5 separate regions of the Mus musculus genome follow, and regions 1, 3, 4 and 5 are each linked to region 2. The links are chromatin contacts, called in public HiCAR-type and promoter capture Hi-C maps. All regions are on one chromosome and are shown on one strand. The core of a region is the stretch at or near the end of the contact, and the rest is flanking DNA. Distances in the headings are between cores, read along the strand shown.

Region 1 (4,728 bases), core at 1,993-4,492, 1.5 Mb before region 2:
AATAGGACACACAATTTCTGAGGGGACAAGAGACCTCAACTGGAAGAGTAACTACAAAACTTTAAAGTAGTAAATACACGTGGAACAATAGCTCTATTCTAGTTGTGGGAGGAACATAATACTCTTAAATTACTTTCTGGTTTCCATGGGGACCTTTTGTTCTAAGATACAAACCATTAAGTCTAGCAGAGCCACTTGATATGATTTTTAAATCAAATGAAAAGATTTTTAAACTAGATAAAAATGTCAATTACTAGTACTTTTAAAGGTATTAAAATTCAGAGTAGTTGACATTGCTGGTTTATGTTGGTACAATTAAGTCTAGAGATGGTTACAGAAGAATATATGTCCCTTTCCCTTTCAGGCAGAGAATAGCTTGAAGTATCTCTGGGGGTAGGATACTATGCTAGATATAGTTTTGGTATTTATTTTTTTAAGTCTACTATTAACATAAAATATTGGCAAGAACTTAGTGTTTTGCTTAGAATTCTTAGGCTCATAAAAGAGAACAGATTCATCTTCCCTTTGGCCAATTTCCATACTTTTCTCTTACAGAATATTTGGATTTCTGTGTGGGCATGTATGCTATAGGATATGTACATATGTACATAGACATGTATACGCATTGTGTACAGACACATACTGATCCAGCTGGGAGTAAGTGATGTAACTTGGTGGGGGGATGTCAGGAGCTGTGGGTCTTTTATTTTGCAGAATGTCAGAGTATTGTTTGTCTCACAATACTGAGAGCAAGCCAGAGCCTGGTGGGAGCCTGGAGCCTTAAGCCCTGGGCTGTGGTCTGGGGGAGGGGACAGGGTTGCAAGGTCACAAGCTCTTAGCTTTTAGCCTCAGCATGACCACAAGTTTTAAAGCAAGAAGGGATCACATGCTTTTCTTTGAGCTGTTAGTTATTCTGATTCTGTGTGTGTGTGTGTGTGTGTGTGTGTGTGTGTGAGTTGCTTTTTCTTCCTTTGCTTTTTCTGAGTCTCTAGCTATTTTGGCTGATTGTTACTTTTTTTTTTTGTAATAGCAAAAGACAAAAATAATTTACTTTGTGTGTTAAAATGCCCTAGTTTTCTATAATCTCTATCTTGTACTTAGTTAAATTTTCCCTGCACAAGAAAATAACTGAAATGGAAGAAATTATTTTCTCTAGCTGAGGAACTCGATCCAGGCATTCTATATAGTGCAAACTTAAAAACAAAGGAACAACAACAAAAACAAGAAAATATCCTGGAAAAGTTTACCTAAAATACCTTATTCGGGGTATTGTTCTGACTTTAGAAGGGAGGGGTGGAGAGGGTTGAAAACTGGGGTGGGGGTGGGAAGACCATGGGAGGATAGTTTGTTTAATGAACTGTTAAAATTTGGAAATTCTTAAGTGGGGTCCCTCACCACGGCATTGAAACCATCCTCTTAATTTCATTTTAGGCAGGCTGCATCTACTTGTACTCATCTCATAGGATATTTTCATCTCTTCCAGCTCTCTTCTGTCTCTTAACCAAGACGCGTAGTCCGGGTGACTGTTGGTAGTGAGGTTTCTTTGGGAAAATATTCCAAAATCGGGGTAATGGGTTTTCTCATTCTGATGCTCAAGGGAATGTGTTTACTCGTTCCCAGCGCTCCCACTGCAGCTGCAGGGCACAATTAATTATGTTAATAATTTGCGAGAAGCGGATGTAACTCCCCAACTCCTCCCCCCCGGGGGGGTGACAAAAGGGGAAGGAGACATCCTGGGGTCCGACCACGTGATATTATCTTCGCGCCACTTTTACAACCCTCCCCCAGGTTTTGCTTGAGCTCATTGAGGTTTTTTTTTTTTTTAAATCCTGCTTTAATACAATGTCTCTTAAAAGAGGGTCTGAGATATGTTTCCACACCTCTCCATCACTAGCTACCTTTAAAGGTCCAAAGTTGGATTGCAGTCCATGCAACTCTCACAAGCGAGATCTGATTGGATATTAAATTTGGGCTTGCATAGTTTCCAGAAAGCATCAAACAGATGCTCTGGCATACGGTGGGAGGTCTGTTTGTGCGGGTGTTTGAAAGTGGAAGGCAGCCCACCTGTAGGAGTAACACACATTGGAGTAACGAGGGTGCTTTGCATCACTGAGACCTGAGCTGAGCCTGCAATTCTGCTTGAGCTCCACCGCTGGCCAGGGAGCAGGAGACAAGTCTTAGGAGTCTTTCAGTCCTTAGTAATCCGCTCGCCTGAACCCCTACTGTGCACCAGATTGAAACTCACGTGGTGCTCTTGTTCCCTTTTGAGCTTTGAACTGCCACAATCACCCAAGGCAACAGTGTTAGGGAGTAAGGGACCTGTCTTCGTTTCTGAGCCCCAGCTCATCCCTTCCAGTGTCCCCTCTCCTGATAGTGCGTGCTCAGTAACTTCAGGTTTATTTGTTATCTGGTCAATCACTCTTTCCACCATCTAACTCACCAAATATCTATCCTCTTGGACCCGTGCCCTCCAACAAAGCAGAGAAAGTATAGTATGGTTATCCTTTTTTGCCCCATAACCTCCTAGTATGCTTAATTTTGTATTGACGCTAAATCATAATTTTAGTTTTGTACTTGGGATGTGCTTTTAAACAGCCTTCTCTCAAATGAGTCTTAGCTGTGGAAGGGGGAAAAGCAAGGTAATTGGCATCTGTGCGTGCACCCAAGGGACATTACCATTCATAATGCCTGCTAGGAAACTGATTTAAAGGGTAAAGGTGGCGTTCAGCAAGTGTGAAACTTCAGCAGTAGCTTCACATGCCAGAACTGAAAACTTTCACATGGGCAGAGTGGATATGCCGGGTATGTATTTCTTCTCTCCTACAGACTTTCGGGACACTTTCAATCTAGCTGTGAGGTAGTGCGCATGCGCGCACTCGTTGGGACGTGGGGACACCTGGGTCCCACAACTGCTTGGGCCTCGTAGCCTATCTCCAGAGGGGGATGGGACAAGCGCTTCAGGAGCCTGACCGGACAAGGTAGTAATGAGTGCGCCATTCTGGGCAGGCGACTGTGGCACTGGTTTAGACTGGCATCCCATGGGTGCTTGGATTAAGGAAGGACTCTGGTGTTGGGGACAGAAGGGCAAGGCTGAGGGAGCGGGTCCTGTGTGTCACTGGGGCACCGTGGGCTTTGGCCTGGGCGGTGTGGGGGTTCCATTTCCTAATTCCTGTGTGGGCCGAGTGGGCGGGGGCGGGCTTTCCCCCCTAGGCTATTAAAGGCGAAGGGCGGGCTTTTCCCAGGGATCGGGCTTTGGGACGCAGCTCGAGGTGACGGACCGCTGCCACAGGCTCGTGTGCACAAGTGGTGCTGCGCGGACACTTTGGGGGTTAGGTGTGCGTGGGCCGCCGGGGCGCGTTTCCTGCACGTGGCTCCTCGCCGCCCTCCCTCCTCCACCAGCTAGGAGAGCAGAGGGCCAGGAGCTCTAGGAAGATGCGTGCGGTTCCCTGATCCTGGCAGGCAGGACAGCAGCGGGATGGTCGCGCGCGCCACCTGCCAGGGCGGGTCACTGGCAGATCCCCTACGCGCTTGTTCTGGATGACTGGACCAGGAGATGCGTACCTCCGCGGGCGCAGCTGTGATCCCAGAGAGTTAACTAAGGTGGGAGGGGATGGAGCTGGCAAGACTTGAGAAAAGCAAAGTACCTGAGTGTAGTTGAGGGGTGCCAGGCAACTCGTGAGAAAAGGACTCTCCCTTGTTGCTCTGAAGGTTTCTGGAGAACTTGTGGGTGGTCAAATGCCAGGGTGCACGTGGGGTGTGGGGCGGGAGGACTCCCGACCTACCTTGGTTTCCCTCCCACCAACCCGAGAATGGAGGGAGAGGCTTAAGCTTGGCGCGTTTTGGGGGCTTTGAATGGAGAACTCCGTTTCCCATAATGCTTTGTTTCTTTCTGTTTAATTTTGGTGGCCGCTAAGGTGTCTTGAAGACCTAAGCGCGTGGCATGACTGGCTGGAGCACACCCTGCGTTCCCAGGAGGTTCACAGATCTCTACTGGAGCCGCTGCTGAAGATGCGGGAATAGACCAGAGAAAATCCCGAAATGGTAAAAGACTGGGTCCTCTTTGCAATTTTAGAAGTTGTACAGCGACTTTCTAGTATATATGATGGAGAGCAGATGTGTTAAAGAAAGGTATTAGCTAGAAGGAGCTTTCTCTGGAGGGCTGAGGTATGGTTTTGCGAAGTTGAGTCAGGTTTTGTAATATATTTTTAGTGGAGGCAAAAATCTCTAGTTGTAGGAACCCAGTTCAAGAAGAAAAGTATAATAAGCCAATACTTGCACTATAGGAAGCAGATTTCATATTTACTTCAAAAGTTTTGCTAATTTATATTTAAAATGTTTTAAGAACTATCTTAGTCACTAAGTGGCTTCGAAAAGTTCCAACATTTAAAATATCCTTTCTCATTGAACACATTTCAAGTTTTGTGTCCCTGAAGTTTATTGGTGTCCCCCCATCAACACAAACATTCCATCATGGGAGGGAGGGAGCTCGTGACCCCTCAGACTGTCCTCTGCAGCATTTTCCTGGGTAAGATACACACTTGGAAATGAGAGAGGTTTTTCCTGTGGAAGATAATGACATGAAGCCAAAGAGCTAATCTGACTTCTTTAGGTTTAATGGAGAAAATGGGTCCATAAATGTTTAAACAGAAGTAGAGCCCTTTGAAATAGATGAAAATGTGACATCTCTAGGCCATCTGTGCGGTATGTGAAGAGTGTAAAACTGTTTCT
Region 2 (4,845 bases), core at 325-2,824:
GTTATTAGGAAAACCTGTGGGTCCCGCAGGAGTCTTGGATTGCAGTGGTGGACAGAGGTGAGGGACCCGTGTTGCCCAAGTTTAGTATAAAGACTCCTTTTGTTGAGTCACTGACATGACAGCTCCTCATTTGTTGGGTCACTGGGCATAAAGTTATACTGCCTTGCCTGTCTTCCAGTCTCTCGAAGTAACCAACACCTCTTTAGTTTGGTGGTGGCTCGTGGACTGGCAAAACCACTTCCTATATGCCAGACAAGTTTGACTTTTTTTTTTTTACAGTAGTGCAGGGACTTTGGCAAGTATGAAAGAAGGCGTGGGAGAAGTAGTTAGGAGTTCATGAGGTAACCAGGAAGTCCTTATTTTGACTTGTTAGGATCCTGGCCATAACTCTCAAGTGTTTGACATGATCCCTGTACATTGTCCTGGTGACTTTCCCAGTTCTTGCCAAATGCCATTGCAGATTTTAATGATGTGAGGGGCAGTTTGTGCCCAGTCTTCTAACCATTGCTGTCGTACTCTGATTATTTTGCATTTAACACACAGAGATTGATTTCTTGCCTAAAATGAGCTGAATTCTATTTGGATCAGTTGGGCAGAATTAAAAAGTATAATTAGCCCGAGAATTCACTTCACTCCACAACCTAACTGCCACTTAAATATGCCCTGCAATGCTTCTGCACTTTGTGCGGAGCTTATAGAGCTGAGTTCTAGACTGAAGCAGTTGATTGCATGCAGGAAAGCAGCCATGAATTGCTACGAGATCCTCGTTGACGATCCTGCATGTGTGTGTGTTATCATCTACAATTGTCCTCATAAAATTAAATAAAAGCACGCATTTATTATTGTGGGGCTCCAATTAAGAGACAGCTGGTGCTCTTATTACGCTCGCATTAAATTGAAACTTGTAATTTAGATGTCCAGATGCACACTTTAAAACCCAAGTATAAAACCGCCTTTGCTTTGTCCATTTTCCATTCAGAAGTATCTGGAACCCTACCTCAGGGCTCCTCCTACCCGGTAAACTCCCTTGCAGTAGGGGAAGCATTTCCTCTGATCAACAGTTCTCTTCTCTCAAGTTTTTGGAGCGAAATAAAAGATCTGGCGTTTTATGGAAGGGAGGAGACCCCGGAAGGCAAACGGTAAGTATTTCACCCTCCACGAGTTGAAATACGTATTGATCAAAGTCATTTTGGAATTTTTCTAGTACACCTCACCTGTCTCGGGAGTGTCTAGAAACCTATAGCTTCGCATTACAATTGCCTGTCTAGTTGGCACTGTAGTCACTGAAGCTCTAGAAACTTTAGAGCCGGCTCGCGCTCCCGACCCGGGTGGCGTGTGCATGCTTCCCGCCGGCTTTGCTTCTGAACATCCTGAACGTTATGATTTGCCCCCATCCCCCCTCCCACACACATACTTAATAACGCAATGACAAAAGCCACTCTCGGCGAGGGCTTGTGCAAGCTGGGGGCTTGGGGGTGGGGTGGGGGGAGGCGCCACACCCCCTGAGAATAAAGCCCACGCCAGCAGTCTCGGGAAAAGCAAGCGCGAAGGTACGACTCTCACAAAGACGAGATTTCACGACGCAAGTGCGTCCTACAGGAAGAAAGTGCCCCCAGTCGGAGCGCGAGCAGGAGCGCGACTTTTTGGCGCTCTTTGCGAGCGAGCCGCAAGGAGGCGGAAGACGGTCCCGGGCCGGGGCGCGGGAATCGGGGCAGCGAGCGCCGCACGGGGGAGTTCCTGCGCGTGGCGTCCTCGCAGCGAGACGCCGCTGGAGTCGCTCACTCGGAGAGGTGAGGCTGGACGGTGGCGGGGGCGGTGGCCGTGGCAGTGGCGGCGAGGGGCGACGGCTAGGCGGGGTGAGTGGCGCTACCTGGCCAGGCGGGGCGGGGCCGGTCCGGGGCGGCTGAGGGCGGCGATTGCCGGCGACTCCAGGAGTTTGGCGTGAGTTGCCTTGCGGGCGCCTAAAATCCGAATTGTCTCTCCCGAATGGCCGAGCGCTAAAGTGAGAGCCAGCGGGGTCAGCCCGGGGGAGCGCGGGGGGGAGGGATGCGGGACTTTTGTGTGTGTGTTGTGGGGGTGCACGGTGGAGGGGTGCCGGGGAGAACTTAGGGCACGCCTTTAACTAGGGGCCCCAGTTTGGGGGAGATGAGGTGGGGGTGGGATGAGGGCCGGTTGCCACAGCAACCACGAGCCTCGGCGGCAGGAGCCCCGTGCCTGCCCCGGCCGGCCCTCCCGCTTGCCCGCTCGCCGGCCCGCCCGCCCGCGCGCGCCGCGGCGGCTTGGGGAGCTGGGGCGCTCGGAGGTGTGCTCCGAGTGGACTGAACCAAGCGGTGGCGACCGCGGGGGGTGGGGAGGGCGTGCTCCCGGGCCCCTCCCCTAGCAAGCCGGCCGAGTTGGGGGGACTCCCCCATTACCGAGGGCACCCCACAAACTAGGGTCTCCTTAGGCCTGAGGCAAAAGCGTGGGGGCCTGGGGACGGGGGTGGGGTGGGGGCGGAGGTGGATGGCACCTCTGGGCTCGTGGTCTTGGTCCCCGGAGTTCGCAGCGCGTGTTGCTGGACTTGACACCGTACACCCCGCTGCCGCTGACTCGGGGCCCGGTAGCACGTCCCAGCCCTGAAGTTCTGGAGGTGGGGCGAGCTTTAATTTGCCTATATCTAAGGATTTCAGGAACCTCGCTTTAAAATGGCGGCATCCACTATACACCCCTGCTAAAGGCTCGCCCGGCACCGGGGCCACCTAGCGCAGCGCAGCGCTGCTTTTTTTTTTTTTTTTTTTTTTTGCTTCTCCCGCTAACAGATGGCATGTGCGGCTGTTGCTGCCTCTGCCCCTACTGCTGCCACTGAGAACAGGGGCCCCTTAGCCTCTGGGTTTGAGCTAGCGACGGAAGGTAAGGCTGCGGATGAGTTTGGGTTTAGGAAACTGGCTGCCTTGCTAGGACACCGATGAAATGCGCTGCTTTTAAAACTTTTTTTCTACTCCCGCGCAAACAAGGCAATTTAACACTGACTGCAACTTGTTGCGTGGGTTTATTTTTTTCCCTGTTTGTTTTCTTTTCTTTTTTCCTTTGATTTTCCTCGTTTACTCTTTCCTTCCTCTCACCCCCACCTTTCCTTTTTTTTTTTTTAACATAAAGGAACTTCCTGCATGGCTTGTCATTAGCAAACGCTTTCTCTAACTAACTTTCCCATTTCCATGGGATGCCTTAGCAGGGCCGCAGAACTGCATTGCATCTCTTCCCTCCCTGTGTGAATACATTTGGGCAGCTTGCTTTTACCACCTGGAGCTGAATGGCATGATGGCTCTACATTATAGGGAAGGATTGTAAAGGCAGCTGTAGTTTTTAGCACTAGGAAAAAAAAGCTTCTGTGATAAGAAAATGACATTAAAACACGGGTTCTACTGAAGTTTAACCGTAGGCCATTAGTTGTGCTGTTGGTTTCGGCACACGTAGATTATGTGACACTGTTTATTGATAAGTAAGCACACACAACACACACATAGATGTGAATATTTTGTTCCAATGGTTTTAGGGAGTTCTTTTCGTCTAGATGTTCTTAATTGCTCTTTCTAAACTGGCCTCTGACCCCCACAGCCTTTCCATACGTGTAGGTAAAGTTCCTGGGAAAACATCAATTAAAATAAAGCTGCTGCAAGATTTAATTTTGAAATGATTGGTGACTGATCACAGTGCAGACATGTTGGTTTAATTAGCAAGGCTTTGGGTGACTACTGAAAAACAGACGGCTGATGCACCCGAACCAATGACTGGACACCGACACGTAATGTAATTGATCCAGGTATTTCTGAAGAAAGGCATATTGACAAGGACCCTTACCAGAGACTTTGGCTTTTTCTGAATCATAGGCACATTTTCTTTTGGACTGTGCAAAATTTAGTCCATTAGACATTAAATACTAAAGCAAATTGTTTTTTTTTTTAATTTATAATGCTTTGGGGAAATGCTTTTCCCAAATATTTAGAAACACTTCTCTAAGCCTAGCCTAAATAGACGTCTGTCTATAACCCAGCTGATCCTATTGTACTCGGTGTGCTTTTCACTTCTTCCAAGCAATAGAAGCTGGAAAGGAGGGGAAAGTTTGTTTTGCACCTACTAAAGTCTAGTGCAGGTTTTCTACAGTCTACCTAGAAACAAAGACCCACGCTGCTAACAATGGAATTTACTGTCTAGTAATTCCACACTGCTCGAAGAGACCCATGGGAAGCCATCACATTTGAGAAAGGAGGTGCTAGAGGGAGAGCAATAGATATCTGCAGAGGAAGGATGACAACCATCAAGTTCTCATTTTTTTAATGATCCCAAACCTAGTCTTCAGGTCTATAAGCTGTGTGGCTGAATGATTTTGGGCCAGAGACATCATTATAAAAAGTGAAAGTATTAAACCTCGGGGCCACAGCACTATAGGTGTGAGAACATTTCCCAGTCACTGCCCTGCTGCCTTATGTAGGGATGAGACCAGAGACTTCCTATGAAAATGTGACTTTCTGCTTTGCTCTGCGTGTAAGAACCACTCCATCTCGCTGATTTCTGTTCCTGCTTTAAGAATGCATAATGAGTCCCAGGACTGTTATAAAATAGCTTTTTCTCAACTTGAAATAGCATCTCATACCAGCTTCTCTTTAAGGAGGATAAAGCCTATGACTATTTGCTGGCAGCCGAAGCACGCTCTGAGTGTATTTGTACCTAACTTAGAGTTAAATAATTTTTTGCATACACCACTGTTTAAAAAGTGTTGAACTATACAGGAAAATAGGCAGTCTATAGCTCATGATGGGACAGATTTTGTGCACGGCTTTCAATTTAAACAGAAAGCCCTTTTGTACA
Region 3 (4,942 bases), core at 2,124-4,623, 1.6 Mb before region 2:
ACCTCTCTTTCATTTTCAAGGTCAGGCTCTGGGAAGGAAACTTCCATTAAAGTGCATAGAAAACTTAATTATTTGTTTTCTAAAGTATTTGTATTTGAAAGCATATGCTTTGGGAAATTTTCTGATACAACCCCAATATAGCCCCCCCCCCCAAGTTGTGTTATTCCATTTACATTAGAATTCGGTTTGAAATTTTCAGAGCTCTTTTGGTATATCTCTGTCTGTAAATGCAATTGCTTTCCCCCAGCACAGGTAGGCATTACTGGGAAGCGGTTATGGGAGGATGTGGGAAGCTTTTCTCCACTTCACAAAGGCCCTTCTTCCCAGTAAACCTGAGTGATTCTTGGTAATGATTATCCCCTGACCCATGTTGAGCAACTTCTGTCAGGACTCAGCCCCTCAGCTTCCCTCAACTAAACAGTCCCCTTTCAGGGCTGAAGAGATGGCTCAGCAGTTAAGAACATTGGCTGCTGTTGCTAGAGGGCCTGAGTTCGATTCCCAGCACCAACATGGCAGCTCACAACTGTTTGTAATACCAGTTCCAGGGGATCCATGGCACCAGGCATGCATGTGGTGCACATATCTGTGCATGTAGGCAAAAACCCATACACATGAAATAAATTAGTCTTAAAAAAAAAAGTCCAGTGGTGGCGCACACCTTTAATCCCAGCACTTGTGAGGCAGAAGCAGGCGAATATCTGAGTTCAAGGCCAGCCTGGTCTACAGAGTGAGTTCCAGGACAGCCAGGGCTACACAGAGAAACCCTGTCTGTGTGGAAAAACAAAACAAAACAAGTCCTGACTTTCAGTCATTGCCCAAGGACCATCAGATGAGAACAAAATCCTCCCAACCCCTCAGCCCAAAAAGCCCCCTCTCTTTATCTTTGGATGTTTTCCACTCTTTTGACTCTCAAGGGGAAAAAAAAAAACTGCTCAGCCAAAATAGGAAAAGAAAATATTTTCCTCAGCTAGGCATGGCAGTGCATGCCTTTAATCCCAGTACTCAGGAGGTAGATCTCTGTAATTTTGAGGCCAGCCTGGTCTACATAGTGAATTAAGGATAGCCTGGTCTACATAATGAGTTAAGGGCAGCCAGGGATACGGAGTGAGACTGTCTCAAAAAAAGGAAAAAAAAAAGTAAGAAAGAGTTGTAACTTTCCCCCTATTCCCGTTGCTTTCCGGCAGGAAGCAGAAGATTCTGACCTGGTTCCTTGAGGGTACCTTTTTCATTCCCCAGCCTCTTTCACTAGGTTGTAAAAAACCACTCAGTAACAAAATGAAACCCCAAGTGAGCTGTGTGCAGCCCCAGCTATGCCTTACTAGACAACATTGAGGGCAGGCTAGAAAGGGGAAATCTGGAGAAAGGGTTAAGTGCAGGTTGTGGCAAGCTACGCTGCTGCTCACCTTTCAGAACCGCTCAAGACTCGCCTTCCCGGAAGCTGCAGATTCTTAAGGTAAGGAACCGGGATAAGGAACCTACTTCACAGGTGGTTAACAGCAAATGGCCCTCCTCAAGCACTCTGATCCCTGACAGCAGTAACCTGGGGCTCACAGCTAAATCTACATATGGAGATTCCCTGCTGTGTCTAGAACCTGTCACACTGGCTTTGTTTGGGAAAAGCAGAGATTTTTCTCTCCAAAACTATTAAGTAAATTCATTTTTCTCCCCCACTTCACATCTATCTGTCATATTCCCTTTTTCTGTTACCATCGGTGAGCATTGAGACCTGAAGCTAAGTATATTGGTCACACTGGTATCTGGTAACAATGATTTTTAACTGAGTTATTTTGGGGTTTTGTTTTTAAGAAGGAAAAAGGAAAATCTCTACTGTCCTCCCTAGCTTACGAACTTCGCGGGATGACATTTTAAGGCAAGGGCTTTCATGTTTCCCCTGAAGTTTATTTGACTTAGCTCAAGTCTTCAGGGCACTTTTCTTTTGAACGTTTATGAGGCCGTCTTGGAAGCGTGCTGACAGGGATGAGTGATGCTTTGCTTACAAAGTTGAAGGTTTATGTTGGGCAAGACTCTGAGCTTCTGAACTCCCAGGATGAGATAACAACCAGAACAACTGTACTTACCCTTCCTGAGGTCCAAGGTCTTAGACCGGATGTCACTGGTCTCCTCCAGCTTGAGCTGGAAAAAACAGTTCACCACCACCACCCCCACCTCCCTACAGGAAATATAATTTAAAGAATGTCCCAAACCCATGTTATTCTCTGAAGTGTCCATTCAAGTCACAGATGCTACACCTACAATGTCTGTGGGTCTATCTGCAATGTGGCACCAGACAGAAGTCATTTCTCTTTCTAAGTTTTCAGCCCATTTTTCCAAGTGTTATGCTACCGTCTTCCTTCCTCGGGCAATACAAATGTCAAGTGGGGCAAGAACCACACTGATACTGCATTCACCACGGTTATCTCTTTACCCTGAGCATGTATTGAACAGACAAGCCACCTGTGGTGGAGACAGAAGCTTGCTGATTACAATGTGCCTACCAAGAGTCACAGGGCTGGAACCTAGGCCTGGCTTCCCTCCTTCGAGTAGAGTTAATTTGTAAAAACATGACACAGAGAAATGGTCCCGCTTTTTTTTTTTTTTTTTTTTTGCTTTCATCTTTCAGGGTTCTAACATATGGGTCAAGTGCCCACTTCCCTGGACAGAATGTCCCTTCTATTGTTTAGGCAATATGGAGAGAGAAACAAAGTGCCACCGAAAACTCAGCACTGTGTGTGGCTATGATCCTCAATTCTTTGTTATTAGTGTGAAATTATCCCTTCTTGAAGAAAAGATACGGAGTCCCCTGAGTTCCCAAGGCTTAGACTTTATTACTATGGGAGTCACATTCTTGCTATAAAGCTGTATCTTTATATGCATAGTTTGGGGATTTTTCTCTGTGAATGGTTAACTGAAACTCCTGCCATCCTTGCTTCTATGGAAAAGAAGGTGGCCAGGAACAAGATGTTGTTAGAACCCCCACTGCAGGTGACTCTTTTCACCTCCCAGTCCAGATCCTGTAGCTAGTGGGTGAATGGATAAGCTTGACCCCACTTCTCTGTCCACAACCCCTTTCCCACGCCCTGTTTCTTTTCTTTCCAAACACACGCTAGCTCCAGCCTGGGGCTCTCAAGAGAAAAAAAAAAAAACCTGCTGCTGGGACTTCCTTGGTTTTCCGCCCTCTTGCTGGGAGAGTCAGGGGGTAAAGAGGGGCGCGCCAGGGGAACCCGGGATGTCCCTTACACAGACATACCTGGAAGCGCGGGTGCGGTTGGAGAGCCCTGTCCACTCTTCCCCGAAGCCGGTCACTACCGACAGGAGGCAGCCCCTTGTTCAGTGCTAGCCACCACGACCCGGCCAGGCTGGCCCGGGGCAGAGCCTCTGCAGTGCAGCTCCAGCGCGGGCCGCACTGTTGCCTAGCAACCAGGCGGATGGATTTAAAGGGACCGGGCACTGAAGGAACCGGTCGCTGCAGGTTGAGTACTGCTGCTAGTCAGGGAGTCAAGGCCGGACCAGAGCACTGAGCATGCCCGGTAGGGCGGCCACTGTGGTGGCTTCTGCCAGGCAAGAGATAGGAAAGCAGGGAGAAGACGCTGAGTCAGAATAGGAAAGGTCAAGAAAATGCTAGGCAAACCCATGCACCGCTGGGACTATTAGACTAGATGTGGGAGATTCTCAAGGCTATGTGACCACCGACTGTGGAGAAATGGAGAGGCAGTTGCATAGGGTTAATCCCCTAGATTTGGTATTTAGTAACAGGATGTTATGGAGGATTCGCTTTGGAAGACCTTAGGTTGGAGTCAGGGTTGCTAATAATGTGGGAGTTGCATCATATCCCCATCTCTACCTTATGTACCTGTCGAAGGTCAGTCCAATGGCTTAGCCAGAAGTTCTACATTAGGCAAAGCACTAAAAAGAACCTTGAGTCAGAACCTGGCTCTACCTGTGTAAAAAATGAGGCCTGTCTCTCCATCCATATTGTCTCCATTTATCACTCAAGAATTTGCCTAAGTTGTTCTTGAACCCATTTGAATGTAAAAACGTTGAGGACAACTAGTTTACACTATACTCAAGGGTTAAAAAAAAAAATCACTCCACCCCATAATCAGCATCCAAACGCTGACACCATTGCATACACTAGCAAGATTTTATTGAAAGGACCCAGATGTAGCTGTCTCTTGTGAGACTATGCCGGGGCCTAGCAAACACAGAAGTGGATGCTCACAGTCAGCTAATGGATGGATCATAGGGCTCCCAATGGAGGAGCTAGAGAAAGTAGCCAAGGAGCTAAAGGGATCTGCAACCCTATAGGTGGAACAACATTATGAACTAACCAGTACCCCGGAGCTCTTGACTCTAGCTGCATATATATCAAAAGATGGCCTAGTCGGCCATCACTGGAAAGAGAGGCCCATTGGACTTGCAAACTTTATATGCCCCAGTACAGGGGAACACCAGGGCCAAAAAGGGGGAGTGGGTGGGCAGGGGAGTGGGGGTGGGTGGATATGGGGGACTTTTGGTATAGCATTGGAAATGTAAATGAGCTAAATACCTAATAAAAAATGGAAAAAAAAAATCACTCGCTTTCCCCAGTCACCCAAATTTTCTCTTTAAGTTTTAAAGCTTCCTCACAACTTTCGAGGGGTTTCTTGGGTGACAAAACCCCGCCTCCTTAATCATATTATTTATTCTAAACATGCTATTTTGTGGAACAAATAAATGGTCTCCTCAGGCTTTGATTAGTCGGTTGCACAGTGTAAATTTTATAGCCCATGCCGGGCTGAGACTGGAGGCTGTGAAACACGGGGTTTTGCGGGCACCAGATAGCAAGAGAAAGAAAGGGAAATGACGGCTCTGGGGTCTCCAGGGAAAGATGGTTTAAGTTCATTTTAAAAGTTACAATCTAATTTAAAAGACCTAACAGGTGAGTGACTTGGGAACAATACCG
Region 4 (5,196 bases), core at 865-3,364, 1.4 Mb before region 2:
TCATTTCTTCTGGGCATTAATTTCAGGGCCTCTTAGCTGGTCTTCTTGCTTCCAATCTTTTGCCTTCTTCAAACCATTCTCTGAAACACTGTTGCGGATATCTTTTAATAAGACAAATCTGATCATGTCACCCCTATGCTCAGAATTTCCTTAAGTGGTTCCACAGACTCCTCTGCAGGCTTCTACACTGCACAATCTGGCCCTTGCTTCGCCTCTCCCTCCTGCCTTAGTTCTTTTAACTCCTCAGCCTGAAATCATTACTTGCACCTCCTACTCTCCAAATGGGCCATGCCAGGGCCTCTCTTCTTTGTTCACCCCGTTTCCTTGCCAGGGCACCCTTCCCCCAGTCTTTTCTCACCTCAGCCCCTACTGGGCTTTCAAGTCCGAGTTTAGGCCATCAGCATTTCTGGGACACTTTCTCTGATCCCTCCGCTCAGCCCTCAGAACTCCATCTTCCCTCTTAACACATAATGTGTTAACATTTCACTTTGTTGGCTCCCCATTAGATTTGAAACTCTCTGAGGTCAGGTACTACAGAATGGGTTTCGTGTCTCTGTTTTCTCTTTGTATCCCACAGAGTCAAGCACATAGTAAGAATTCCAATAATGGTTATTGAATGAACAAATGAAGACTTGAATAAATTGCTCAGTTGCCTTCATATTGCTTTCTCTTTCTTCATAGCCCCCTATTCAAGACACAGCCCCCCTCCAGCTGTGTTTATCTATGTCTCCAAGCATACTTCTGTCTAGTTAAAAAAAAGAACACAATCAGACAACAAGCTAGTTTACACCGAGATATCAAATTCATTAATTGTAGAAATACTGAGCTCCTACTACATACAAGACACTGGGCTAAAGTTGTCTACGTGTGCACATGAGTGGAGTCACAAAGAGAACCAATCTGATGGAATGATTCAATTTCTGTAGAGCATAGATAATGATTATATGCTTTTTCTTCTCAAAGGGGCATTTGATTCTCAAAGAAATGTCTTTCCATTGGTGAGAATTAAGTAGAAGAAACGTGGATTGACATCCAGGAAATCTTCTAAATAGGGCTCTACTCCAGGTATGAAACAGACTAACCATGACTTAATGAATTTCATCTGTAAAATGATTTCCTGAATGAGTTACTCTCACCAGCTACACTTTGCTTTATGAGGGTCGCCCGTGATTATCCTGTAGATGATATGATTCACCTAGGAATCAGGATCAAGTGCCTAAATTCACACACACACACACACACACACACACACACACACACACACACACACACATGCACACATTTACTTTGTGTGGTTCTATTGAATGAGACCCAGCAAGCTACACGGGCTTCCAGACCTTTTAGGTACAAAGATGAGCCAGGCTGTGAAATCCAGAGGTCCCCAGCGCTCTGGAACGTGACTATTTGTGGGTAGGCTTTGAGGGCTTGGCCACAGCTGCATTGGGAAAGGGTTCCCAAGAAACCTTTCTCAGAAAACAGCAAGGAGAGGGATTTTGTGCTTAGGAAACCTTGTGTGGGCTCTGGTGGCCAGAAGGAGCCAGATCTGGGTGGGAGAAGGCCTAGGGTCGAGTCGGGTGTGTGTGTGTGTGTGTGTGTGTGTGTGTGTGTGTGTGTGTACCTAAACCGCAGACCTCCACTCCACTCCAAGGAAGATGGAGAGCTTGCAAAGGCTGAAAAGGAAAAGCCCTCCCGGCTGTAGGCCAAAGGGAGGCGGAAAGGAGGAGTGAGGCTGGGGAACTTCTCCCAGAGCCAGTCAGAGGGGACTGCTGCTGGGAAGCCAATCAGCGTGCCTGAGCCTGCAGCCCCTCTGCAGTAGTTATGCCAGAGCGCCCAGTGTAGAGCAGCGGCGAGCGAGTGTCAGGGCAGGATTGCCGGGAGCCACCGCACACGCTCCTTATCCTCTTCCCGCGCCTCTCCCACCAAGGCTTGCCCGCCACCTTGGTAAACCCAATCTCCCAGCTAAGCTCCTTGCCACGCCCCGCATCCCGCAGGCCAGCAGCTACACGACCCCACGCCGTCCTCCAGGCAGCGCGGCTCGCCTTGCCTCGCCCCGCCCCGTCCCTCCTCGCCACGCCCACAAGGCTCCGCCCCGGGCCGCCCCGCACCGCCAAGCTGTTCCCGCCCTCGCCCAGCGCCCAGGTAGCTGCGAGGAAACTTTTGCGGCGGCTGGGTAGCGGCTCCTCTCTTGCTCTGTCGGGCTACTGCCAGACTTGCTGAGTCTCGGGACCGCTCCGGCTCTTATTGCCACTCTCTCGTGCTCTCCTCGCTCCCCCAAGAAGCAGGATGGCCGGGACCGTGCGCACCGCGTGCTTGCTGGTGGCGATGCTGCTAGGCTTGGGCTGCCTGGGACAGGCGCAGCCCCCGCCGCCTCCAGACGCCACCTGTCACCAGGTCCGTTCTTTCTTCCAGAGACTGCAGCCCGGACTCAAATGGGTTCCAGAAACCCCTGTACCAGGTGAGTAGGGGTCCCTTGAGCATTCCCCGCGCACAGTGGAAAGCCAAGGCGCGCGTGGTGGCTCTTCCCAGAGCGCGCTAGCCTGGTGGGGCCGCAGCGGCCGTGCTCTCTGCTGCAGGATACCTGGGAATGGTTGCTGTGCCTGGGGCCTGGACCATCTACCAAGGGAGGGAAGCACAGTATGGGACTCTGTCCACATGCCCCGGGCTCACGCTGCTGTCAGGAACTGTGCAAGCCAGAGCGAGGAACAGCAGAGATCGCCTTTCTAGCGCCCATTTTTTTTGGGGGGGGGAGGGCGGGAAGGTGGGAGCTGGCTCCCCTCTGCTCTTAGCAAACCGGCTTCACAACGTGAAGACTGTGACTCGGGAATTTATCTCCCTTACTAGCACGTCTGCCTTAGCTGGACCCGTAGTTCTGGCCACACTTTATCCACCGTGTGTCCCCCCATGCTTTCCGTTCCCCAGTCTGGGTTCCCGAGGCTGGCCGGGCCCAAGTGCAGGCAAAGTTGAGCACAAATCTTTGAATCCTCAGAGGCTAGAGAAGACACAGTGAAGGAAACTTTTGAGTAGGAGGGTCCTCCAAAACGTGCAAGACTGAGCCTTTCCCTTCAAAACAGCTTCCCTTATCTAGGTTGGCAAATCTCTTTAAAAATCGGCGGTGCTTGGCCTACGGAGCACGAATCCAAAAAGGATTTGACTCCTCCCCCGCCCAAATTCATCTGCCTTGACAGGCTGGACCCCGAAGAGGAGAAGATTTTAGGCAGAGGAAAGTTTCAGAGCGCCTGCCTTTTGTTCTGCACAATCAGATCATTTTGTAGGGGCATATTTTAACCTTAGCTCAGGGCTGCCGCTGTCAACAGATGAATATTAATTGCCTTGTGTGATTGACTGTCCAGCGGTTGGGCGCTTAACGCCTGCCTTAGAATCCAATCAGGGCAAGTTGCTATACTAACAATACGTGCAGGAAGAATGGGTTTCGAAAAGATTAATTTTTCAGAGGTGCGCTTGGAAGAAAGCAGCCAGCCGTATTTGCACACAGACGTTTGTGGCTTCCAGGCTCTCCTTCCGAAGACTCGTGCATCCAGCTAGGCGCTCATCCCGCGCTTGGGAGACATTGGGAACAAGCCTCGCCACAACTTGGCTGGTGGCTCTCAACAAGTCAGGGAGGCGGGCCGGATCGTTGGACCAAGTTGTGAATGCGTATGCGCGCCTTGTGGGCGCTGCCAGGGAGCGTTCACTGGCAGGAGGTTACCTAGGCAGCCAGCGCGCCCTCAGCCTTTTCTTTAGGTTGATGAAAAGAGGCTAGTGAGCCTGCTGTTTAGTTGCAAAGGTAATTGGTCACCCTTTTTTGGTGACTGAAATGCACTTGCGCATATGTTAAATATTGCCTTGCAGGATATCGCTCTAAGGGAGGGTAGAACTACCTCTTCCACTGTTAAGTCTTAATAACGTACCACGTGGGCGTGTGCAAGAGCTGTAAGGGGCAACCTATGAATCAGTTCTGCAGAGCTGAAACAACGGGCGAATCTCTCTCCCCTGGAAGTGCCATGGTAATTAGATTGCTAAGGCTAGAGAACACGCTTTTGTTGATAATATAAAAATTGGTCCTTACAGGCTGAGCCCCCACAAGATGAATTGGTCCAGGGTTGGGGTTGGGCAGTATTTGGCTGATGCAAAGGGAAGTAAAATGGTGCTTAAAGAAGGGGGTACCGAGAAAAGTTCATCTAGATAGTTATTAGCAATCCTCTTACACACACACACACACACACACACACACACACACACACACACACAGAGAGAGAGAGAGAGAGGGAGAGAGAGAGAGAGAGAGGCGCGCGTTAGCTTGCTAGTCTCTCTCCTTCCCCCAGCTCTCTGGCTGCCTGCCTCTTTGCTACATCTGTATAAAAGTATTGGGAAGGCCCACACACTGTGTCTATGAGAGTTGGCTAGGGCTTGTTTCCTGCCTCGCGTGCTTCCAGCCTAAGAATGATCATACTTATAGAGAGACTTATTTGTCTTAGAGAATTTTTCCTGTATTATTTCTCAAACTCTAGGAGGAAGCACTTTTCTATTTGTTTCCATATAAACCCAGCACAATTCATTAAAAAAAAATTAAGTTGTGCCCCGCACCTTTAGATGGCAAACATGGAAAACAAGTCCCAAATTCAAATATCGTGATAACCATCCAGCTACCATGTACTGTGGCAGCACAGGCCTGGACCAAACCCATTTGTCCTGAATTTTAGTCGGCTAACGATGGACGATGTAGGTATAGAAAATATGGTAAAGATCCTAATGTTCATGTGCACAAGGAGCTCATCAGAGTTTCAGAGAAGAGATGGTAATGGCAGACCGAATACAATGGCAAGTGCATAATTTCAAAGCGAATAAATGTGTAATTTGCTGCTGTTTCTCACTGGTTAGAAATTGAAAGAGAGCTGCAAATTATTTGATAGTTATGAACCATCGCGATGACCGCTTGACTCCCCCTCCCGCATCGCCATCTACAGCTTAAGCCATGTTCAGTTTGTCTGCTACACTGTGTTAACTGCATTAATGCTTTCTTTGTCCCAGATAAAATGAGATTCGGTCCCCACTCAGGAAATATCCTCAAGAATGTCCTGTTTCACGTAAGGGGCGCATTTGGGATTGACTGCTAACTTTGGCCATTAGCAGAATTGGGTTAGCGTGAATAAGGTACATTTCTTATGCTAATATGGATGAGACTAATGGCATTTGAAA
Region 5 (4,542 bases), core at 1,847-4,346, 1.9 Mb after region 2:
TCTGAATCCATCCAGCATTATTTACCAAGCATTATTTACCAATATTTCAGAAAAGGGCCACCACTTCATAAATTTGCCCAGCTATACAACAGTGTGTCAAAAAGTATACTAACAGTGAATCAAAGAGTATAGACTTTCTACATATGCCTGCCCACACATTTTAATAAGACACGAAGGAAATTTATACATATTCACATATACACATACTCAGAACAAGTAGCATATACATATATCCATATATACACACATACATATACAAGTATGTATGTATATGTATACACATATTACATACACACATATATGTATACACACACATACACATATACACACACATATACCCATTGGTCTTGTTTCTTTATATGCCCCTAATTAGTATATTGTCTTGTCTGTATCCCTTTTATCCCCCTCTCTACTCTTACTACTTGAGATAAGACTTCAAGCACTATGTGAATGGGGAGGGGGAGCATGGACATCATTGTCTGTTACATAATTTTTGTGGAAATGCTTTGGGTCTTTTCTGTTTTGCATGATATTGACTGTGGTAGGCACACCAAGAATTTTATCATGAAAGGATGTTAGATTTTATAAGAAGCCTTTTCTGTATCTAGTGAGAAAACATGTGGTTACAACCCTTGAGTCTCCTTAGGTCATGGGTTACATTTACTGGTTTACATATGTTGAAACATCTCTGTATCTCTAGGATGAGGCCAGCTGGGCGGTAGTGGATGAACTCTTTGATGTGCTCTTGAATTTTACAAATTCATATTCCACTAAAAAGAAAAATCTAAAATGAGTGGATAAACTTCTAGATACATATGACTTACCAAACGAGCTAAAACGAAGTAAGTAATATAAAGGGACCAATCAGATATACTTAATGAATCACTGAGCGTACACCTGATTAGTATTCCTGGATAACTTTTTGATGGGCAGCTATCTAGATATTTTATTGAGTATTTTCATCTATGTTCATCAGGGAGATTGGTCTGGATTTATTTATCACCTTTTTAGAATAAGGGTAACACTGATTTTATAAAAATAATTTGGAAACGTTCTTTCCTTCCCTATTTTATGGGATGATGAAAGGAGTATTGATATTAGTTCTTCTTTAATGGACAGGTAGTATTCTGTGCTGAATCTATCTGGTCTTGGGAATTTTTTAGCAGGGAGATTTATTATTCCTGCTTATAATTCATTGGTTGCTATGTGTTTCTTTATATTACTTCACCTTAGCTTAAGGTTGGTAAGTCATATGTATCTAGAAGTTTATCCACTTATTTTAGATTTTTCTTTTTAGTGGAACACGAATTTGTAATGTCCTCATGATTCCCTGAATTTCCTCACTATCTGTTGTAATTTCTCCCCTTTCATCTCTAATTTTATTAATTTGTATCATCTTTCTCTTTCTTTTAATTAATTTACAATCCCTTAATGTTTGTTTGCTTTGAAACACAGTCTCACTATGTATCTTTGGCTGGCTTGGAACTCATTATGAAAAGCAGTCAAACTTTGAATTCATAGAGGCTTGCCTGCTTCTACATCCTTAGTACTGAGAAAGATGTGGACCACCACACCTGGCTCTCTGTTTTCTTTTGCTTTTAATGTAGGCACTTAGTGCTATAAAACTTCCCCTTAGCCTAGCCTTTATCATGTGCTATTTGTTTTGATGTGTTGTTTTCCTTTTCCATCAATTCTAAGAATTAAAAATTTGTCTCCTTGAGTTTTTTGACCAAATTATCATCCAGTAGTGTGTTTTGCTTTTTTGAGTTTGTGTATTTCTTATAGTTTCTATTGCTGTTAATATCTACCCTTATTCTACTGTGATTCAATAAAATGTAGGATATTATTTCAAATTTTCTTTTCTTTGTTTGTTCAGTCTTGATTTGTGTCCTAACATGTTAATTTTGTAGAAGTTTCCATGGGCTGATGAGAAGAATATGTACTCTTTAGTGTCTGAGTGTAATTTCTGTAGATGTCTGTTCAGTCTATTTGATTTTTGATGTTGTGTAAACTCTAGAAATTCTCTGTTTAGTTTTCGTCCTGCTTTTTGGTGGGAGTGGGGTTTTAAGGTCACCTACTTTAAATGTGTTTGCATTAGTATGTGTTTTTAGATCTAATGTGTCTTTTATGAAGTTGGGTCTACTGGTGTTTATCCACCCATTTATTTACTGGTCTCTTGTTACATAGTTTTACTTAAAAGATGTTTTCTTGAAGATATGTAAGATATTTTTCTAGTTGTATTGTGCATCTGTTATGAGCTATAGCATTATACTAGTATATGGCAAAGCCATCAATCTTCAATACAAGAATACAGCTTAACTGCCTATCTATTTAGTAGATTTCTTTTGGTATCTCCACATCACATTTACATATTTAATTATGACAAGTCCTAAAGGAAAATATAATTCCCAATTAGAAGTACCTAGTTTTCTAATGACTCTAACAAAAGGCAAACTTTTACAAGGTATATTTTTAATTAAAAATTTAATCTTAACAAAACGGAAATGTATATGTTCATAGCACATGTGTTTAATTATGCATTTGAAGAGGCTTAGGCAGTAGGATTCTTAATTCAAAGCCAGTTCTAGGCTAGATAGCAGCATTCTTCCTTAAACAAAAAAATCAACCATACTCAGACTTCAAATGAAAATGTCAAATTATAATGCAATGCAAACATTCTTTCTCAAAACATAAATACTTTTCTAGTATTCAAAAGAATCTCGAACATTTATCTGTCTCTACAAGCTCTCTATACCTAAGCTTGAGGGTCCTTGCACACTAAACTACAATACCCATAACACTGTCCTGTATTTCAACTCAGGGTTTTCAGGAAGCTTGGTGTGAGAGGAATTGTGGGTATCTAGAAGAAAGCATTTTGACTTCATCTCCCAGAATCCTCTAGCATCCCTTGATACCTAAGCAAATATTGGATACTTCTGAGGAATAACAGTTTCCTGTGACCTCAAACTACATTTCCCATGAAGACACATGCTCGGGCCTCGCGGTTCTCTGATGCCCTAGCCAATGGGAGAGGCTTCAATAGTCACCTGGTAGGTTAGAGTCCAGCTATTGGGCCCCATTGCCTGGCCTAGGCCATCTAGTAGAAGGTGCACGGTTGGGAAGACAGTTGTGGGGCACACCCCACCCTGAGGGCACTCCGGGTCCAGGAACTTCCGAGCGGGTCCGATTTTCCGCGGCTGTTTAAGGAGTAGCGCTTCGGTAGCCGGGGAGCTGGAGGTCAGCGAGGCAGAAAGCCCGAGTGGCAGTGGCCGGGGACTGTGGGACCGAGGGGGTCTAGGGAGGAGGGTGCTTCCGGGGCCGCAATCTTTGGCGCCTAACTCCGCCCAGCCCGCTTCTTCATGGGTGGTGGGTGCCTTGACTGGAGTTGGGGGGCAGGCACCAGTTGCCTTAGCATCCAAAGCACAAGCACGTCCCCCCTCCTCCCAACTCTTCTCTTATTTCCTACCTCCACCCGCCCCTCTCCCCACCACCCAGCGCAGGCTCCTTCTTAGGATGAGAGAGCCTCCAAAAAGTGGCATCTGGATTCCCCTTCAGGCAGGAGTTGGGTGCTCTGTTCCCGCCTTTAATTTGTTGCTCAGCTCTGAGCACCTACCACTGCAAGTACACACACAAACCCCACTCGACCCCACCCTGCACCCCCGTTTCCTCTAGGCGAGTGGAAATTCCTTGCTAAACCCAGGGCTTGATTTTCTGTCAATTTCCATTTCTGCTTCCTGATAATGAGGTGTTCTCTCTCTCTCTTTCTCTCTCTCAATCTCTTTCTCTTGGCTCATCTCTTTTTACTGGCCTTTTTCAACTAGTCATTGGAGTGGAAAAGGTGTCCTTCAATTTCCAGAAGGGATAGGAAGCAGAAAAAAAAAGAATCTTACTTTTGAGAAATACACAATTAAGGTTCAGTACAGTGTTCTAGTGAGGGTAGAGGGCAAATTGGACCATTTAAAAACCTGGAGCATATTAAGGGCTTCCAGCAAAATCTGATTAACACCAATAGATAGAATTGAGAGGCTGCTTTGTAAAAGTTCTAGCCTAACTCAGAGCTTCCTGACGTCTTGAAACTTACTCTTTCCTTAGAACAATCCTAGTATGCTTTGTGGAAGAGGTTGCCTTTCATTTGGGCTCCAGTGGTTTAAAAGAGATTCAAAAGGAGCATAAGAGGAAGAAAATGCTTCTTGATGATGCAGGACTTGGCGAATAAGAAGTGGGGGATGGAAAAGGAAGGAGTGTATGACAGAGGCACACATGGTTCTAGAAGAGGTATCAGCAGGGATATATTGGGAGATAATACTAGGATAATATTGGGAGATCATAGTGACATGACAGGTAGAAGAATATGCAAAGTTTGAATTTATTCTGTATTGAATAAAATTAAAGACAAAAAAATTAAGACTGGGTGATTTTCCTTTTCATCCTAGGGGAACCTGATTTGAGATCAATTCTTGGAGAACACAAAGAAGTGTGGTGGTATGTTCCAGGTGTGAGTTTAAATATAAGGAGAAACTTTTGTCTTGTAGATGTTTTATT

The links. Promoter capture Hi-C pulls out the DNA fragments that hold promoters and counts their contacts. HiCAR-type assays count read pairs that join an accessible place to other places.
Region 1: a contact with region 2 is called in a promoter capture Hi-C map of pre-B cells. The contact joins the promoter of Kis2 here to the promoter of Mbnl3 in region 2. A contact is called at or near these places in 2 of 39 promoter capture datasets (cranial neural crest and pre-B cells).
Region 3: a promoter capture Hi-C map of hippocampal neurons shows a contact between it and region 2, with 2.4 times the contacts expected there. The contact joins the promoter of Ccdc160 here to the promoter of Mbnl3 in region 2. A contact is called at or near these places in 2 of 39 promoter capture datasets (hippocampal neurons and liver).
Region 4: a contact with region 2 is called in a HiCAR-type map of astrocytes, with 5 times the contacts expected there. The contact joins the promoter of Gpc3 here to the promoter of Mbnl3 in region 2. A contact is called at or near these places in 1 of 39 promoter capture datasets (hippocampal neurons) and 1 of 115 datasets of contacts at active chromatin or transcription factors (astrocytes).
Region 5: a promoter capture Hi-C map of pre-B cells shows a contact between it and region 2. The contact joins the promoter of Enox2 here to the promoter of Mbnl3 in region 2.

What each region holds. Positions count from the first base shown.
Region 1 is chrX:52,743,107-52,747,834 of GRCm38.p6, reverse strand. It overlaps Kis2 (Kaplan integration site 2), which reads left to right and starts at 3,242. Exons shown (of 1, transcript NR_003188.1): 1 at 3,242-4,728.
Region 2 is chrX:51,202,719-51,207,563 of GRCm38.p6, reverse strand. It overlaps Mbnl3 (muscleblind like splicing factor 3), which reads left to right and starts at 1,574. Exons shown (of 8, transcript NM_134163.5): 1 at 1,574-1,790.
Region 3 is chrX:52,789,631-52,794,572 of GRCm38.p6, reverse strand. Ccdc160 (coiled-coil domain containing 160) reads right to left here and starts at 3,373. Exons shown (of 2, transcript NM_001034059.1): 1 at 3,248-3,373.
Region 4 is chrX:52,610,892-52,616,087 of GRCm38.p6, reverse strand. Gpc3 (glypican 3) reads left to right here and starts at 2,114. Exons shown (of 8, transcript NM_016697.3): 1 at 2,114-2,455. The coding sequence starts at 2,284. All of the region lies in intron 4 of A630012P03Rik (RIKEN cDNA A630012P03 gene), which reads right to left.
Region 5 is chrX:49,286,796-49,291,337 of GRCm38.p6, reverse strand. It overlaps Enox2 (ecto-NOX disulfide-thiol exchanger 2), which reads left to right and starts at 3,096. Exons shown (of 16, transcript NM_001271447.1): 1 at 3,096-3,237; 2 at 4,434-4,493. It overlaps Gm39513 (a long non-coding RNA gene), which reads right to left and starts at 4,422. Exons shown (of 2, transcript XR_882305.2): 1 at 3,048-4,422.